3 separate regions of the Mus musculus genome follow, and all the other regions are linked to region 1. The links are chromatin contacts, called in public HiChIP or PLAC-seq maps. All regions are on one chromosome and are shown on one strand. The core of a region is the stretch at or near the end of the contact, and the rest is flanking DNA. Distances in the headings are between cores, read along the strand shown.

What was found. HiChIP or PLAC-seq counts read pairs in DNA pulled down with a chosen protein or histone mark.
Region 2: a CTCF HiChIP or PLAC-seq map of CD8 T cells shows a contact between it and region 1, with 6 read pairs. The contact joins the promoter of Plpp5 here to the enhancer-like site in region 1. A contact is called at or near these places in 2 of 39 promoter capture datasets (embryonic stem cells and liver), 1 of 15 datasets of contacts at CTCF or cohesin (CD8 T cells), 3 of 484 Hi-C or Micro-C datasets (effector CD8 T cells, natural killer cells and nephron progenitors), 2 of 115 datasets of contacts at active chromatin or transcription factors (both in embryonic stem cells) and 4 of 9 other capture datasets (adipose tissue, liver, macrophages and 1 more).
Region 3: a contact with region 1 is called in a BATF HiChIP or PLAC-seq map of CD8 T cells, with 6 read pairs. The contact joins two enhancer-like sites. A contact is called at or near these places in 1 of 15 datasets of contacts at CTCF or cohesin (CD8 T cells), 5 of 484 Hi-C or Micro-C datasets (embryonic fibroblasts, embryonic stem cells, group 2 innate lymphoid cells and 2 more), 6 of 115 datasets of contacts at active chromatin or transcription factors (CD8 T cells, the HPC-7 cell line, astrocytes and 2 more) and 4 of 9 other capture datasets (adipose tissue, embryonic stem cells, liver and 1 more).

The regions. Positions count from the first base shown.
Region 1 is chr8:25,652,667-25,655,366 of GRCm38.p6, forward strand. All of the region lies in intron 3 of Nsd3 (nuclear receptor binding SET domain protein 3), which reads left to right. Among named protein-coding and RNA genes, the nearest start is that of Nsd3, 13 kb to the left of the region's middle. Within about 2 kb of position 1,440, at least 96 of the 459 cell types and tissues checked have an H3K27ac peak or open chromatin away from gene starts, as enhancers often do. A contact at or near this core is called in CD8 T cells, the HPC-7 cell line, effector CD8 T cells and 4 more, where this site is marked.
Region 2 is chr8:25,718,606-25,721,305 of GRCm38.p6, forward strand. It overlaps Plpp5 (phospholipid phosphatase 5), which reads left to right and starts at 1,443. Exons shown (of 7, transcript NM_028000.1): 1 at 1,443-1,546; 2 at 1,662-1,770; 3 at 1,950-2,040; 4 at 2,569-2,632. The coding sequence starts at 1,485. It overlaps Nsd3 (nuclear receptor binding SET domain protein 3), which reads left to right. Exons shown (of 23, transcript NM_001081269.2): 23 at 1-1,062.
Region 3 is chr8:25,577,048-25,579,747 of GRCm38.p6, forward strand. It overlaps Letm2 (leucine zipper-EF-hand containing transmembrane protein 2), which reads right to left. Exons shown (of 11, transcript NM_001364069.1): 10 at 2,673-2,700; 11 at 1,443-1,757. The coding sequence ends at 1,695. Among named protein-coding and RNA genes, the nearest start is that of D830025C05Rik, 18 kb to the right of the region's middle. Within about 2 kb of position 1,399, at least 49 of the 459 cell types and tissues checked have an H3K27ac peak or open chromatin away from gene starts, as enhancers often do. A contact at or near this core is called in CD8 T cells, the HPC-7 cell line, regulatory T cells and 1 more, where this site is marked.

The DNA.
Region 1 (2,700 bases), core at 190-2,689:
GTGCTGGGAATGGACCCAGGTCCTCTGCGAGTAAGGCAAGCACAGCTGAGCTACCTCTGCAGCCTACCTAGTGAATATTTCCTTCTGTGATGCTTAAAGCAGCTATCCATGGGGTGGATCCTGTGTCTCAGCAAAGTAGTCTGAAAACCACGTTCTAATCCTTGCTCTACAGCCAGCTGCGCCCCTGCAGTCATAACTCAGAGCAGTACATGTGGGAAAAGGGGTTAGGTCAGCCTTGTGCTGGAACTTCCATAGCTCTGTTCATGGAGAATGGGCAGGCGTTGTCAAAGAAGTCTAAATCAATTCCTGAACTAAAACAGTTCCTGTCCATCTATATCGAGGGCTTAAGAGCTTTCAAAGTGATACCACCCGAGAGTCATGGCTCTCCTCTTCTCTCCTCACAAGACAGCAATCTCTTGAGATTAAGGAGTTGTTTTTACAAATTTCTTTTTAAACTTTCTTTCTTGTATGTGTGCATGGGGAGGGAGAGGCGTGCACAAGCCTGTGGGTGCCCTGGAGGCTTAGATCCCCTGAGCTGAAGTTACAGCCGAGTCCTGAACTTCCTGAGGTGCACTGGGTGGGAACTGAGCTCATCCTCTGAAGGCATTTGCAGTCTTCACTGCTTGAGTCATTAATTCATCCACTAATCAGATGACTTCATCGAGGCCAGTTTTTATTTTAGTGCTAGAAAATTTGTTTATATTACTCTTAGTAATTTGAGAATCTAGAATTGAAAAATCATTCATGTTTTGATTAAAAGCATGAATTGTATTTTGTCATAAAGCTTGAGGTGGGCTAGAGAGATGGCTCAGTGGTTATGAGCAATGCCCACTCTTCCAGAGGACCTGGGTTCAATTCCCAGCACCTACACACAATCTTTAACTCCAGTTTCAGGATCTGATGTTCTCTTCAGGCTTTCTTGAGCACCAGGCACTGATGCATAGATACACATATGTGCAGACAAAACACCCGCACACCATATTCAGAAAATAAACATTTTTGAGGTAATTATTTTTCTCTGCATATTTGTAATTAATAGACATGTAAATGAAGATTTTCTTTTTCCTGGGGAGGGTTGGTGTTTTGTTTTGTTGTTGTTGTTGTTGTTGTTGTTTTGTCACTGTGTTGCCCAGGATGATCTGGGACTTGGAGCCTTTGGGCTTCTGAGTACTGTGTCACGTAGCATGGATGTTTACTCTGTGAGTGTGTAGGTGTGTTCACCTGTGCACACACACTGACCTGGAGGAGGGTGCTGGGTGTCTCATTGTATATCACTGTCTACTTTATCATTCCCTTTGCATCTGGATTTCCTACTGAATCTGCAGTTTAGCTGATGGCCAGAAAACCCAGCTGTCGTCCTGCCTCCATTTTACAGCACTGGCTTACAGGCAGACGTATGAGGTCATGCCTGGATTCTCACCCTGGTGCTGAGGATATGACTCACATCCTCATGCCTGTACATCAAGTGTGCTTATCTGCTCAGCCATCTTCTCTTTTCTCAGCCTCATGCCTCATGCGTGCTTCTCTCCCCCCCCTCCCTCCCCTTCTTCTCTTCTCTGTGACAGGGTCTCATCATGCAGACTTGACTGGCCTTGAACTTGAAGAGATCTGCCTGCCTCTGCTTCCTGAGTGTGGAATAAAGCATGTGCCACCTGCCAGCATGCCCACGTTGCCTTTTCACACCAACAATATTTTTAAAGTTTTCAAAAGTACATAGTTTTTTAAAAGCATGGGTGTTTTGCCTGCAGGTGTGTATGTGCCCCATCTGTGTGCGTGGTGCCTGGGGTGCAGGAAGAGTATTGCATCCTTGGAGTAGAGTTGGTTGTGAGCCTCTGTGTGGGTGCTGAAAAAAGCCTGGTCTTTTTGTATATCACTGATATACAAATATAACACTGCAAGAGCAATGTGCTCTTTAGTGCTTTGCCTTCTTTATAGCCCCTACTTTAAAGACTTTCTTTGACTCTGAAGTCTTACTCAGTGAGTCTCTGGGTGTAAGAGAAGGTTGGGGCATCTTGAGTCGTGGCTTGTGCTGGTGCCACAGCATGCACTGGGGCACTGGACACTTGATTGTGGAGTCGTAGAACTGCTTGACATCTGGCCAGCGGCACTTGCCTGCTGCAGTCTCTTCCGCTTTAACTCTGGATGGAGCGAGCACAGATATGGTGCTGGGCAACCATGTCTTGGTAGCACTATGTGAAGGTACCAGCAGTGGTCAGGTCCCAATACTCTCTGTACATGCTGTCTGTACCACTGCACGAGTATATGCTGTGCTGACTTCCCAAACACCCGCCCACAGAGCACTGCCTACCCCTAACTAAACCATCTTCTTTAGCTGTGACACAAAGTACCAGAAGTGGGATTCGGTCACATGGCTGGGTACAAAGAAGGGCATCCAGGACAGTGGTGGCATGTGGCACGTCGGGATGGGCAAGCAGCACCCTACCCTGCACCCCAAAGTGTGCCCAAGGCCCTCATGGCAGTCAGTCCTCATAACCCCCACTCATAAAAGGATTTTTGTTTTTGTTTTTGTTTTTGTTTTTCGAGGTTTTCTCTGTGTAGCTCTGGCTGTCCTGGAACTCACTTTGTAGACCAGGCTGGCCTCGAACTTAGAAATCCCCCTGCCTCTGCCTCCTAAGTGCTGGGATTAAAGGCGTGTGCCACCACCGCCTGGCACAAAAGGATTTTTAACAGACTTAATTC
Region 2 (2,700 bases), core at 193-2,692, 66 kb after region 1:
AATTGTTTGGCTTTTGTCAATCCATTGCAAAAGTGGCAGATGTGAGCGCTTGTATTTGTGTATGGGGGAGGGGGGAGAAAAGTATTGTTTGTCCTTCAGTAGGCTCTGAAAGTCATTGACTTGTAAGTTCAAGGGAAAATAGAAGTTGCCAAAGTCAGTATTCGGTCCTTGGTTTTCTTGTGACTTCACTGCGTCCGTTAAGGGACGAGAAGCCTTCCTTACCTGCTGACTGAGCCTTGCTCTGTGCAGATGGCTTTCAAGTATCTGCCATTTTGCCTCAACAGGGAATTCTTGTCAGTTAAAGGGAATGAGGGAATTACACTTTTGTTATCAATTAACATCTCATTTTTTGTACCCTATGGTAAGTAACTGTATTGCCGCTAATAACCAAGTTGCTAACTGATTACAGCTGGCTAAAAAGTTCTTTTTATATACAAAGATTTGTGTATTTTCAACTGCTATGGCAAATTCATTTGTGTCCATTTAAATATTACACAATAAACACATATCTGCAGATCCCACCCTCACCTTGTGTTCTTTGAATAAAGTTCTTGATAGATTGTTTACATCTGTATTTACCTGTAATGAACGCTGTAGACCTGTGAAATATCAAAGTGTCAACATCCATTAGTCAGTCTCTTTAGTTTCTGTGACTTGGCGCTCCTAACACTAAGGGGTTAGTGTTAATGTTCCCCAGGGGTATTCTACTAGGGCATTACTGTTTAATGACTTCAAAATATAGTTTAAGGATTTTGTTTATTGACCAATGTCTTATTGCAAAGTATGAGCCTACCATCTTAGTTAACCTGTACATATCTGTTAACTAGTGTAGTGTATGTGAGATTGCCTGTAACATTTGAGCTTCTTACTGATGTGTGCTGGTGGGACAGGTTTTGTACATTGTATTTACTGGAATCCTGCCTTTTTAACTTACAGATACTTTAGAATTCAAATATGTTTTCTGCTTCTGTAAGAATGTGGGAAAGCTTTTAATGGCATTCCATTGATTTCAGGTCTTGCTTGAGGTTGACTTTAATAAATTGTCCTGTATGGTCTACTTAAGAATATGGGCTGGTTCTTTACCTGTAATTTCATGGTACAGTTTACTGGGAAATGAGACACAAAAATACAACCACTCACCCTCAGCCCAGTTTTTTCCCTTCGAAATGCTCCAAAGACATAGTTTCTTTAAAGTGGGCTTTCTGGTTTGCTTTTGTAGAGGAAGCATCTCTGGAGAATGACGTTCCTTTTCTTGTCCTATAAGCTGATCTGGGTGGTTGGTGAAGGACACATTGCTTTGAGACCCAAAGGTGATCTGTTAGGTGGTACTCATAACACAGCAAATGAGCTCTGAATTTCCTGTAGCCCGGAGGCCCCGCTGGTAGTCAGTCCCCGCGGAGTTCGCTAGGTGGCGCTGGACACCGGGCGGGCGGAACCACGGCGCGCCGGGGCCACGTCAGCGTCTGATCCGCACGTATGGCGGGATGGGGACGGCGGCCCTGGGAGCCGAGCTGGGCGTGCGGGTCCTGCTCTTTGTGGCTTTCCTGTAAGGATCTGTCAACGCTCCCAGGCGTCCCTGGGCGCTCGCACTTCCTAAGCGGCTCGGGGCGGCAGGTTCTTCCGCCGAGGTAGCCTGTCAATCTTCCCCGTTTCCTCCCCAGGGTGACCGAGCTGCTCCCTCCCTTCCAGCGGCGGATCCAGCCCGAGGAGCTGTGGCTCTACAGGAACCCGTACGTGGAGGCGGAATACTTCCCCACCGGCCGCATGTTTGTGCGTGAGCTGCCCTCCCGCCCTCCTCCGCTGGCAGGGACTCCTCCCCTGCCTTGAGTTCCAGGGCTAGGGCGAGGCGTCTGGTGGGCAATCTGAGCCCCGATCTTGGTTAGTGCGCGGCAGCTGGTGCTTTAGGCCAGGAGGGACTTGGTTTTACCGACCCTGTGTTTTACCTTCAGGTCATTGCCTTTCTCACTCCACTGTCCCTGATCTTCCTCGCCAAGTTTCTAAGGAAAGCTGACGCTACCGACAGCAAGCAAGCCTGCCTCGGTAAGTCGCCCTTGTTCCAGTTGTTCCTGTCTTAGTGTTGGCAAGTAGCTATGGGGTTCAGCTACTCTGTACCCCTAAAGTATGTCTTTTTACCCCATGAGACCAAAAAGCAGTACTGATGAGAATGTGCTTAATAACACAGGCGCCACACAGGTGTTCCTTTTTGTTTGTTTGTTTTTTCGAGACAGGGTTTCTCTGTGTAGCCCTGTCTGTCCTGGAACTCACTTTGTAGACCAGGCTGGCCTTGAACTCAGAAATCCACCTGCCTCTGCCTCCCAAGTGCTGGGATTAAAGGCGTGTGCCACCACGCCCGGCCAGGTGTTCCTTATTAACACAGACACCACACAGGTGTTCCCTATTAACACAGGTGCCACATAGGTGTTCCTCAGTGCTCCACTTCTCTGCCCCTAGGCCGTTTGGGTTTTTATTCTGGTTGGGTTCTATCTCAAAGCAATGAAGGCTCTACTCATGAGGTGGTGGCTTACTCTTCTCCAAGCAGATGGCACTAACGGCTTCTTTGCTTTCCAGCTGCCAGCCTTGCCCTAGCTCTGAATGGTGTCTTTACCAACATAATCAAACTGATAGTGGGCAGGTAAGTGAGAAGCCTTGGCACTCAAACCTCCCTGAGCGCCCCCCACACACACACCACCACATTCTCAA
Region 3 (2,700 bases), core at 149-2,648, 76 kb before region 1:
AACTCAGGGGGCAGAAGCCAGTGGATCTCTTAAATTCAAGGCCAGCCTGGTCTATATATTGAGTTCTAGGTCAACCAAGATTGCATGGTGATACCCTGTCTCCAAAAAAGTAAAATGGGGGATGGGAGTGGGGTGGGTCGGGGCACAGGTGGAGTCCTCAATGGCCAGACTCCATGACTTAACTACTTCCATTTGCTCATTGAGAAGGCCAGAAGGAATCCACGTGCATCAGGGAGATGAGAGGATTAAGCCAGTTAAGTAGCTAATCCCTTTCCCATATTACACATCTATAGTATGCACTAAGTTTAAAAACCCACCACTTCCAGACGGAAGTTGTATTGTGAGATACCTTAGATTAGAGCAATGGCAGCTTCCCAGAGTGGTGTATGAACACAGCCTACAGAAGTCAGTTGATTAGCACACTGGGTGGGACTGGTCCTCCATGACTAGGGAGCATTTTGAGGAGGTACATGCTCTGGGCTGGGGTGTAGTCCAGTTGCTTGAATGATGATTAAGGAGTTCATTGGCTATGTGGTAGTGGCACACACCTATAATCCCAGCACTCCTGAGTTCAAGGCCTGGGAAGTGGGTGGAGATGTCTGTGTCTTGTTTGTTTCGAGATAGGGTCTCACTGTGTAGCTCTGGCTGTCCTGGAACTCACTCTGTAGACCAGCCTGGACTCCCAACTCACAAAGAGCCACCGGCCTCTCCTTCCAGAGTGCTTGAATTAAAGGTACGTGCCACCACGGTCTGGCATATAAGTGTTTTGTTTATATATGTGTGTGTGTGTGTGTGCACCATGAATGGTACCTGTGAAGTTCAGAAGAGGTTGCTGGATTCTGTAGAACTGGAGTTAGAAATTGGTCGTGGCGACCATGTGGGTGCTGGGAACCAGACACTGACCCTCTGCAGGATTTAGTGGTCTTCTGACGGGACAGTCCCTCCAGCATCACTATCTGTTTAACTTCTCTAAGAAGTTGTGCTTTCCTGGGAAGCACGTCCGTCCTGGTCCTCGGGCACGGTACTGTTCTACTGAGGAGTCCCTCTACAAAGGCCGGCCAGGTGCTCTTAAAGGTGGTTTGGGGAGTCTCCATGTTCTGGCTAACAATTCCAAGCCACAGGAGGCAGAGAGAGGTATTTAAGGTGCCAAGCTGACTCCATTGTGAAATATATTTCCTCTTAAAAGGTCCACATCCAATTGGGCCTGGTAACATAAAGTCTACATAATCCTAGCTACTTGGGAGATGCGGTGAGGGAGGCTGAAAATTCAAGGCTAGCCTGGGCAATTCCGATCTTACCTTGCCATTTACAAAAGTGAAAGAAAGGGCAGGGGAATACATACAGCTCAATGCCAGTGCTTGCCTAGAAACCACAGCCCCACCCCCACCCCTGCTCAGTCCCCTCCCCAAGTTCACACAAACAGGAAGCCATTCGAACACAACTTGGTGGGAGTGTCTTTATGCAACGTTTAGTAAGATGACAAAATTATACAGTAGAGATGGACTGTAATTAAGCTTCTCTAAATGGCCTGAACTTGGTGTCACTGCTTGCATCTCTGGGATGGTCACAAGGCCTCCAACGACTTAATGGCTGATCCTTTATCTCAAGCCAGACAGTCTTAGCTGGAATTCCTTTGTGGACGCCACTGCTGAGCGGAGTGACTGAAGAGAGGGAGCGCCACCTTCAAGGGATCCTTAGGCTCCTTTGGAATCAGCCTTGCTGTTCTGTGAGGTCTCCTGGGACTTGGCCTGGAGGATCTGGATATAAAACAACACTTTAGGCTTTGGTCACAAACAGTTTAAATTCTGCAAGCATCTACTTTGAGCTTCTTAATCAAACTAATGGCCACAAGCCAGGCTCAGTGTGTGTGTGTGTGTGTGCACGTGTGTGTGTGCACGTGTGTGTGTGTGCATGTGTGTGTGTGCGTGCATGTGTGTTGAGCCTGTAATCCCTGTCGAGGCTGGTGAGGAAGTAGAACTGGCCTGAGTTCCAGGAAAGCTTGAACTACATTCAGAGTGAACGTGCTCCACCTTCCCCAAAGGAAAGCAACGAGACAGGGGCCACAGACTCAGACCTGTACGACTGCTTTGGTAATAAAGATGGAGATACAAACAAGCATGGAATCCCTTTCTGAGTGCCAGCCCAGCCACAGGATCACAGATGAGCCTACGGTGGACCTGTCACACACAGTTCATCTGTCCCCAGCCACCCACCCCCCCCCCCCAGTGACCTTCCTACTGTTTGCTTGTGCTTTCTCACCTCCCCCAAATTACTTGGCCCAAATGGGAGAAGTGGGCACAGAAATGTCCTATTTACGTGTCTTTTTCTGAAACTTTAATTGCTTTCCTGCTTGTATTTCCTGACATCAGAAGCCCATGTAAACTAGATAACATGTGGGAACTATTTGCATTTAACACATAAAACTAAGGATCTGCCTATAGTGTAATTAGCTCTAGACTTCCATGCTTGGGTTGCTCCAGCAGGGTGCGGACTTTCCCCCTCTACTTCGGGACAGTTGAGGGGAAGAGGTAGCGGCCATAAGATCGCTCGAGTCCAGCCTGCATTCCTGTCTGGATAGCAGCAAGACTCTTGTAGTGTTCTGTGGTATGCATGATGCTGTGGCCCCAGTGCCCTTCCAGATACCTGGGGAGAGGTTCCTCTAGACTACTTACTGCTTCTTTGGAAATAGTTGCTGCTGGT